Linked DNA regions of Mus musculus: region 2 is linked to region 1. The links are chromatin contacts, called in public HiChIP or PLAC-seq maps. All regions are on one chromosome and are shown on one strand. The core of a region is the stretch at or near the end of the contact, and the rest is flanking DNA. Distances in the headings are between cores, read along the strand shown.

Region 1 (5,063 bases), core at 1,918-4,417:
CTGGCATTCAGTCTACCTTAGAGGGCTGAAGAAGCCGGCATCTGACATCAGTAGGAGGACTATGGTAGCTGATACACACAGACAATCAGGAAGAAGCAGCTGGAGGTAGACAGGAGCATACTGCTTCCCCTGAGGCTTTTGTTATCTGGGTCAGCTGTTCTGAGGTGCTGCCTAAGGTATCTGTCCTTTCTTAGTTAATCCGATACCTGCCCCCCCCATCTCCTTGATCATTCCAAATCCTGTCATGCTGATAATCAAGATCGACCATCACAGCCTTCCATTTGAATCAATCACATCTCCAGATGTGCAGCTTGATCTTTCAGGAAGGAAATCAATTGTTTATTTATCGTGAGCTCTTTGCTGGAGTCTCATGTATATAAAAGGGGTCACTCTACTTCTGCATCCCCTTACTATCTTCCCCACTTCATGATCATAATAAAACCCCTTCCTTTTAAGGAGCACTATTGATGTCCTGTGACATGTGGCGGGGATGGGATACATAAATGTTCTGGGGTAATGGTTGGGACAAAGGTCCTCAAAAGGAAGATTTAGAAGTTTGTCACGGTCCTGCTGCTGTTGTCAGGACTGAGGGAACCGTGTGTGTGTGTGTGTGTGTGTGTGTGTGTGTGTGTGTGTGTCTGTGTGTCTGTGTGTCTGTGTGTGTGAATAGCATGCACAAATCAGGGCATATGCCTCTCTTATAGCTACTCAGGCTTTGGGAGCTCGGGTGCAGACTAAGACAAATGGTAAGCTACTACAGGAGTTCTGTTAAGTTGTTCCTGATGAGTCCACATTGTCAACAAACAAAGGTTATTCTCTTATTTGCAAGATGGCAGCTAGCAAAAGACTAACATCACTAGGTCAGGAGTTGCAGTTTCTAAGTTGAAAACACAAAGCAAGTAGGACAATTGCAGATTTGAAGAGATAAGATGTGAGAGATACTATGTGCTGTAGAATTGGAAAAAACCCAAATGCTATTATATATATATATATATATATATATATATATATATATATATATATGAATGAATGAAAGAGATCCATGAGGCATATATAGCCCTGATATATATGTATTTGAAACTGTGGCCTCTGAGACATTATAATAGTTGCTATACAGTCAGGATGAAAGGCCAGGTCTCTAGCCTGTGATTACTAGTTGTATAAGTACACCCATTTCTGGAGAATCATTTCTGGGTTAATTCTTGTATGTTTTCCAGAACATTCTTTTTCACTTAGACAATAGTGAATGAATGCAAGTGACTGCTTCTTTGACTATTTTGAGTTTCACTGTGAAGCAGGGGTGGAGGGGAATCGCTGATCTCTTTAGAATTGATCCAAGTGAGGAATAAAATTTAGGCTGAATCTATACTTACCTGAAGTTTCAAGAAGTACCAAATTCCTAATACCATGTTTTGTTTTGTTTTTAAAATCACTTTGGGAATTAAACTTAAAAAATTTCCAGATAGCATAGCAATTTGGCTATTTTTCTGTAGCAACTGCCACAGAGCAGATAACTTGGGGAGAAAACAATGATTATTCTTAACAGAGTTTGGGTTTCAAAGAAAGAAAGTACGGAAAGTTCAATAATTTCTGCGCATGAGACATTTTAATCTACATTTGAATACTCTGTAGAACTCTGTACTTCTTACAGCTGAATTTGGCTTCTCCCCAGAGAAAATAGAAATATGGCCTATAAATTATGATTGAAAAAAATAACTATGTGCATATGTCATATACATACCATTGTAATGACAGTATGTATTACTTTCCTATTTCTCTTTATAGCTTCTTAGCTTTTTAAGTGCCATGAATAAAAATCTAGTCTGTCCAAGATTTCTGGTAATAGTCCATGTTGGAATATTATAAAAATACCAGGAAATTGTGCTCAGGTCAAAGACAAGTTTAGAGGACCTATGGTACACACACATCGCCACACACACACACACACACACACACACACACACACACACACACACACACACACACACTTATACATGCATACCTTAGGGAACTAAATGCCTAAAAATGTTTGAAATCAGAGACGACAAAAAAAAAATTCCTGGGAAAGTATGGAGCTGCCATAAGTCATGCTAGTGGAATTAACAGGCTTCAGTGGAAAACAGATAACCTAAAATAGATACTGTCCTTATATGTCACAGATATCTTTTTTACCATTTTTAGGAGCTTTAAGGAAGTAAAACTGTATTAATCTCTATTAAAGCAAAACGTAACACAGCATATATAATGGGTTACTTGAAGATAAGGGGTGAGGGACAGACATAGTAGGATATAGGCCAGAAAACCAAGCAATTAAACTTGGATGTTGCTGACTATCCTTCTAGATCTGAAACTTTTCAGGGGTTCCTGGCACCGTTCCACACAAAGAGCAATGCAGGCATAACTCAGTCAGTAAAGCTGATGCTGGCAACGTGTACACACACACACACACACACACACACACACACACACACACACTGTATAACGTGCATAAAAGAGGGCACACTGCACTTCTCAGTTACATTTATACCATCAGTCACCCACACACACAATTGAGTCATAAGAATGATGAAAACCCGTTGTTTCACATATTTGACGGTTTTATTGAACTGAGTAATGTCACATACACATACTAGTAGTTCCTAAAAAATATTAACACTAACTATAAATCATTAGCCTGTCCTTGCCCAAAGTCCAGAAGCCAGCCTTATGGAGTCCAAAAATATTCATTCAGAACTGCAGACTTTATGATTGAAGCAACGGTCTGCACGCAACCACAAAGCGCTCGGAGCATCAGAGAATTCGGCACCGAGCAGGGCACCCAGAGCAGCGCGGCCTGTCTTGGAGGGGCGCCGGGTCACCCCGCAGCTCGGCTCCTGGAGTTCCGCCTCCCAGCGGTTCCCCAGGGTTGGGGGTCCCTTGCCCACAGCCGTGGTTACGGGCGCCGTCCTCTACCACGGCGTGGCTGGGCTGAGGAAGCAGGAAGGAGAACAGCCTGGACTTGGGAAGCTTTGGAGCTTCTCTCGCCCGTGCGCTGCATCCCACGGCGACTCTCGGGGAAGCACCGCCCGGGCTACGGAGGACCGCGGGTCCGCTCCGAGCTCCAGCACCGCGCCGACTTCTCGCGAGATTTCGGCCCGCCCCTCCCGCCCCCCTCCGTCCCCTCGGCTCGGCTCGGCCCGGCCCGCAGCTCCCGCTATGGCTGCGCTGCGGAGGTTCCTGTGGCCGCCGCCTCGGCTGTCGCCGGCGCTCGCCCCTCAGCAGCCCTTCCTCTCACCGTGGGGGCGGCCTGCGGGGACGGCTCCCGGGATGTCGGGCCGGCCCTTCTCCTGCCGGGAGGAGGACGAGGGGGCCGTCGCGGAGGCGGCGTGGCGGCGGCGACGCTGGGGCGAGCTGAGCATCGCGGCGGCGGCTGGCGGGGGGCTGGTCGGCCTTGTGTGCTACCAGCTGTATGGGGACCCCAGAGCCGACCCCTCGGAGCTAGCGGCCCCGGAACTCGAGGACCCGCCCCGCGGCAGGGGGCTGCTGCCCATCCCGGTGGCTGCTGCCAAGGAGACGGTAAGTGCCTGAGCGCGTGCGCGCACCGCGCAGGTGACGCCAGAGGGCTGGACTGCCAGGTGTGCCACCTGCCCAGGGAGGGCTTGGGGGTCGCGGTGACACTTGACTGACACTTGACAGTGGAGGTTGTGGAAGCACTGCGAGCTCCTGTAACAGAGAGTGAGGAACCTCCAGTGAGCAGCGTAGATCCACGCCAGGCACGTCTCTGTGCACTAGGATGCTCTGGGAGAGATGAAGATGATGCTGTCACTCATGCCTCAGCACCGTTCTGGTTGCTGCAGCTACCGTCGAGCAACCAAATACAAACCAGACACCCCACCCCACGACACACAGTGTCACAACTAAAGGACTTGACAGGCATAAACACGAAGAAGTAAGTGATGAGTGAGAGACAGCAAGAGCAAATATTCCTGGAAGCGAGTGCTGGATGCATTCTGAAGGCTTCTTTAGATATTGGAGTCTGCCAATTAGTGTACAGCAGTCCCAAGAGAGGTGTTGCTATACTGGGAAGGGAAACGTTACTCAAAAGTAGTACACCTCTCTTTCTCTTTCTCTCAATAAACCCAGAATCCCTGACATGATAGGTTAGAACAAACAGGAAGAGAGGTCATGAAAGGTGGGAAACTATGAGTGAAGCTAACTGCAGAAGTATCATATAAAAACGTTGAGCTACAATGTAGTTCTGATATAAGGTAAAGACTGTTAAGGCAAGAAGAGTAAGGGATGTGTCCTGTGTCCCCCTACCCCCCCCACTCCACTCCAACACACACTGTTCTCTGTTTAATTGTCATGTAAATGACTTCAAGAATTAGCCTAGGGAATATTTCTACATCAAGACTAAAAGGATATGACAAGATTGGGTGAAATAGTGCCCCTTTTAACCTTAATGAAATTTTGTATTTTTTTTCTCCTGTATGTAGGTCTGTAGTGGCCATGTACAAGTACCCAGCTTCTTGTGTATGTTTTGGATCCAGGTTGGCAGTGCATTTAGGTTAGGGGATCTCTGCTATCCACCTTTGCTTAGTGATAAATGACACGCACGCTGTGTAAAGTACTTTTATACAAATAAATAATCAAGTACTAGCAAACACTGTCAGCCTTCAACCCCACACATACAGACATGCTATTTTGTGGCTTAGGAGAGTAGCATGACATTTGTCTTTTGACCACGTGAGAACTTTTAGTCAACTGGAGTTGGTCTGGAAACAGATTAATGAGGTAGGGAACATGCAAATAGTGTTTTCTTTCCTCCCTTTTAAAAATGAACGTTACCTTTAAATTGGAGAAACTGGATCACGTGGTTCCATGAGTGCTCTGAAAGCTAGACTCTGACTCAACAACACTGTGGGCGTTAACTAAGTTAATAGATCTGGAACAGAATGGACCACCTCCTGCGTAGTAAACATTTGTCCGCTTTGCCTTTATTCATTTATTTTGTGGTTTTGTTTCTTTTTATGTTACTAGTGGCCAAGTCCAGGACATCATGCATGCTGCATAGTGGTCTATCA
Region 2 (5,063 bases), core at 1,367-3,866, 1.1 Mb after region 1:
AAATTTTAACAGTGCCTCCACTCAAAAAGGGTCCCAATTTTTATTTTGTAAGTGAAGATTTTAAAACAAAATAAATCCTCTCCATGTAACACCTGACTTTGTCATTTTAATGAGAGAAAAGCTCAATAACAATAAAATGGCCATAAAACCAAAATATAAGGAAAGTTACTATTTTTGTTTAACTCTTATTTTTTTCTCATTTCAGTTAAGACCTGTGCAAACACTTTTCCAATCAGATTATCAGTAGACCGACTAGATTTTGATATCCACTGTTCCGAGTAAAAAATCATTAAATCAATTGAAGGGTTATTAATTTTTCATATTTTGAAAACAATGAAATATTTTGCTTGGGCTAGTGATATAACTATAAGAACCGTTTGCCAGCCAAGCAGTGGTGTTGCACGCCTTTAATCTCAGCACTTGGGAGGCAGAGGCAGGCGGATTTCTGAGTTTGAGGCCAGCCTAGTCTACAGAGTGAGTTCTAGGACAGCCAGGGCTACACAGAGAAACCCTGTCTTGAAAAAAAATCAGAAAAGAAAAAAAAAAAAAAAAGACCTTTTGCCCAGTATGTGTAAGGTCCTGGGTGAGCACTCTAGCACTGGGGGAAAAAAAACAAAAACAAAAACCAAAACCAAACAAACAACCCTCCCAAAAAAAAACCAAAACCAGATAAAGAAACAAACAACAAGATATCTTCATTTAAAAACAAAGTATTAAGAAAGAATAAAAGCAAACAAACACAAAAATAACAGCTCTAAGGACATGAAACTGCTCTGAGTTCATAGCTGCACATTAACACCTTACAGGCCTATAGGACCCCATGGACTTGTGTTCTGCTCTTGGACACAAAGAGGAATTAAGTACCGCAGAGACAAAGTGAGACAAAGCAAGCTTGTATCATGATTGTGTCTACACACTGATAAAGAGTTACACACTGTGTAACTCAGAACAGCATCTCTTGCTAAATCAAAGGATGCTCTGCTTCTACTCTCTACAACAAATCCTGGGTTACACTCAAATTCTCCAAGTATTTTGTTTAGAATTTGTTGTTACTTAACCCACGGTTGAAAAGGTCTATATCAGTCCCTCACATCAAACACTAGACCTAGTTTGCTCAACCATTATGTGTCCTTTGGTAATCTTTGGGCAAAAAGGCACAAGCTATCAAAATACTTAATTCTTCAACAATTCTTACAATCCCAACCAAGTTTGGTAAATCAATTCTTTATCTACACTAGAGCAAACGTTTTGCTCTTCCTTCAATCTTTTGTACATACTATGTGGGTTTTGGTCACTGAAATTACTCTGTATACCATTCTGCATTCTACTTTGTGTTGTGTGGTGTTTTTCAGACAAGGTTTCTCTGTGTCCATTGTTGTCCTAGAACATTCGCCTACCTCTATCTCCCAAGTGCTGGGATTTAAAGGCGTGTGCCACCCTCTGCCCTGATGTGCATTCTACTTTTATCTACTAAGTATCTATTCTAGTGGCTGGCTAATTTTCTCTCTCTCTCTCTCTCTCTCAAATTCAAAAAAGCATTTCTCCTTCTAGGAATAAAATTAAAAGAACTCCTGCTGCTCCCATTTCCAATGTCTTGCCTCTTTTCAAAATTCTTGTCATCTGGCACAGGTAAGGTGCATCCAGGTTCCTAGTTATCAAATCTGGCAACAAAACAGTCTTCAATTCTATAGCCTTTATAGAATCGATCTATGAAATGTCGCTGTCGGGCTTTGACCTAGAGGCTGAACTTAGAAATGTTTCTGGGAACAACGATGTGACCTCTGGCTACATTTTTCACTCCAGGGCTATACTTCCTCTTCTAGTAAATACAAGAATCATGTTAGTTCCTCACAGTCTCTTGCGGATATATAAAGTCTGTGGCATTGTGACTTGGTCGAGCAGCACCACGGTACAGACAGACATTCCATGCCTGGGCGTGAAGGCCACAGCCAGTACAGCCTTCTTAGGGGGGCGGGGTGGGGGTGGGTTCCCATCATCTGGGCTAAGACTGCATGTGACCCATAGCTTCCTGCGATGGTTTCTTCAGGAAAAAGCACTAGGTAACCAGGCAGAAAATACTACGGCCACCAGTCAATCGTTAGCTTTTTCTCTGGAGAGTTCCGCCTACAGTAGCTGGTAATCTCAAATATAAGATTGGAGAATGCGTGAATCCTACACAGTTGTTCTTGAAAGTTAGAACTTCCCTAAAATGTGTACTCGGTCCATACAGCAGCAAAGCCACTTAGCCCGGGGTTCACAAGCCACATTTGCACCCATACTCCGCGGGACCGAACCAGAGTTCCCCCGACGCCTCACGGAAGATACAGACCGCGAGCAGGTGTCCCTCACCCGCCCCGCCACAGCTGCGCCCACCTCCCCCTGAGCCCGCGCCTGCACCCCCATCTGTGCCTCGGCTGGAGCTCACCCACCGGCGGCACATCCTGTGCCTGGGCGCAGGTGACTGCCGCGGCTAGGACCCAGGTGAGAAGACTTTGGCCCCGCATCTTCCCAGCTGCAAGCGCCGCTCCGAGGGACTCTAGCAGCAGCTGCAGCAGGGACCACCTCCACCAGCAGCAGGCCGCACCCCAACGCGTGATCAGCGACCCTGGGCCACACCATGCACGGCAGGGGACACGCCAGAGATAGAGGCGCCGGGCCGAGTCCCTAGAGCGGAGTCCGCGCACAGGGCCGAGAGGGGCTGCGCCCCCAGCACGCCACGCAGTGGTTTCGTCCAGCCTTAGCCGCACCCCGGGGCGGGACTTCCAGTTTTCCTCTGGCCTTCACTCGTTTGGAGCGCGGGGGCCGGGGCAAGACGCTGGTGCTGGAGGATTTCTGAGGGCGGACGCCGACTGACTCGGGAGAGGTTGGCTCCTAGGCGTCGCGGTTCCTGAGCCCACCAAAGGGACAGAGTTTCAGAGCATAGCGTCAGACCTAGTTTGCCTTCTGGGGAAGGCTGGCTCCAAGTGAGTCACTCAATCCATCCATCCTGCCCGAGGGATCACAACCAGAGAGGACAAGTGTCAGGGTCAGAAGTTTCATCTCTCGGGTACTCTAGGTACTTAAGGCACTGCTAAATCCTAGGATTTAGATTTTAGTTTCTTGCTGTTATGTCCGGGGTTGGAGAGGTTGAAGGGGTGGGACCTTCATCGATGTATTTGTCGCCGCGTTACTCAACTCCTGTTTTCCTTTAGCTCGTGAGAAGCCAGTTGGTCCAGCGGACCTAAACCTAGGACAGGTACTTGGTACTTCATAGTCTACTTTGAAAAGCAGATAAAAGTGAAATACTTGCTTGGCTTTTACCTTGGACAAGGCTCTCCATAATAGGATGAGTTATCTAGAATCCAACAGGAAAAAAATGCCTCTAGATTTACATTTTCTGCTTCGACGACAGGCATCTCAAGAAGTTTGGAGGCTTTTAAAAAAATGCTTCTATAAAACTCACTCAGGACCATTAAAATCCTATTTTAATTCTCACCCCCGACTCCTGTGCTGGGGATCCGAGTATTTTTCCTTTTTGGTGTAAAAAACACCTAAATTTGGAGGCAAATGATAAATAAGTTGGCTTTTGTTTGTTTGTTTTTTGTTTGTTTGTTTTTGAGGAAGTTTAGATGTTGATACACAACACAGGATTAAGAAACACTTAGAGGGCCGGGCGGTGGTGGCGCGTGCCTTTAATCTCAGCACTTGGGAGGCAGAGACAGGCGGATTTCTGAGTTCAAGGCCAGCCTGGTCTACAAATTGAGTTCCAGGACAGCCAAGACTATACAGAGAAACCCTGTCTCAAAAAAAAAAAAAAAACAACAACAACAACAACAAAACAAAACAAAAAAAAACAAACAAACAAAAAAAGAAATCTTACTTAGGTAAGCAAGATTGGAAAATACTTACTTTTTGAAGGGGGACACTGAGGACTGTTTTAGACAGCAACCTGAGGCAGAAAGCTGTCTTCAGTCACTGACTCTGGCGTTTCAAACCTGCCTAGACAAGATAGCAAGATTTCATCTCCAAAATAAAACAAAACAGAATATATCAGGTCTCTGATGCAGAGTTTGAGGAAGCAACAAAAAGGCACAAAGTTCTTCCCTTATGAAACTTACTAGATGGGAAATAGCAAACACCAGGCATGTGAGGTTCATCTGTAAAATAGCAAGCAAAAGCTGTAAATGTTGGGGGATGGGGGGAGGTCGGGCAAGGAGTAGAAGAATGTAGAAGCTAGGAAGGGGATTGGAATTTTTAACATGCAGGCAGGGAAGACATGATTGAAAAGAGGAGGTCTGAACAGTAAGTGGTAGAATTAGTCTGATGGATGCGCAGGAGGATGCGCATCCTGGAGGGAGACAGGGGCTCTGTAGTGCAAAGGTAGACTAGGGAGACTGTGACTGAACAAAAGCTTTGCACCATAAAGTGATACATGTTTCAAGTTATGCTTATTCTGGTGGAAAGATTACACTTTGCAGATTACACATCAAAGCACTAGGCTGTCCTGCATAACTATACATTTCATGCTTTATGTATACGTTAACACATCTTTAGCAAGTGAAATGCTACGACTCGGTTTTTTAAATTATAGTACTAAGTTTAGCTACTTTAAGACTTTCATGCTCATTTCTTCATGCTAACCAAAAACTGAGAAAATAATGTATATCCTTTTAAATGCTTTCAAAGTGAAAGCATTTTTAGGAGATAAAACAAAATAGTAACAAAAGACCAAGGACATTAGACAGAGACAAGATTGTTATTTTTTTTTAAAGTGTACACTATGTTCAGCTACACTAGAAAAGCCCATGTGGCAGCCTCTGAGGAATGAGGGAGAAATAAGTTAGGTCAGAGATAAAGGAAGCAAAGCAGATTAAAGACAAGAGCCACTGTAAGGACTGGGCCTTTCCTCTGGGAATATTTAGAATGCTGAATACATATGGTCAATGATGAACCTGCTGAATTTCTATGAAGCTTAAAGTAAGTCTATCAGAAGTAGAGTATCCCAATTTTACATATCTATTACCATATCAAATGGCTAATTGATTAATTCACCTAAGTTACTATTGAGAGCATTTTCAACATGT

Evidence for each region. HiChIP or PLAC-seq counts read pairs in DNA pulled down with a chosen protein or histone mark.
Region 2: a contact with region 1 is called in an H3K4me3 HiChIP or PLAC-seq map of embryonic stem cells, with 6 times the contacts expected there. The contact joins the promoter of Asah1 here to the promoter of Micu3 in region 1. A contact is called at or near these places in 1 of 39 promoter capture datasets (liver), 1 of 115 datasets of contacts at active chromatin or transcription factors (embryonic stem cells) and 2 of 9 other capture datasets (adipose tissue and pancreatic islet).

The regions. Positions count from the first base shown.
Region 1 is chr8:40,304,856-40,309,918 of GRCm38.p6, forward strand. Micu3 (mitochondrial calcium uptake family, member 3) reads left to right here and starts at 3,168. Exons shown (of 15, transcript NM_030110.2): 1 at 3,168-3,555. The coding sequence starts at 3,196. It overlaps Mir7666 (microRNA 7666), which reads right to left and starts at 3,074; the gene lies at 3,020-3,074.
Region 2 is chr8:41,372,081-41,377,143 of GRCm38.p6, forward strand. Asah1 (N-acylsphingosine amidohydrolase 1) reads right to left here and starts at 2,617. Exons shown (of 14, transcript NM_019734.3): 1 at 2,430-2,617. The coding sequence starts at 2,504.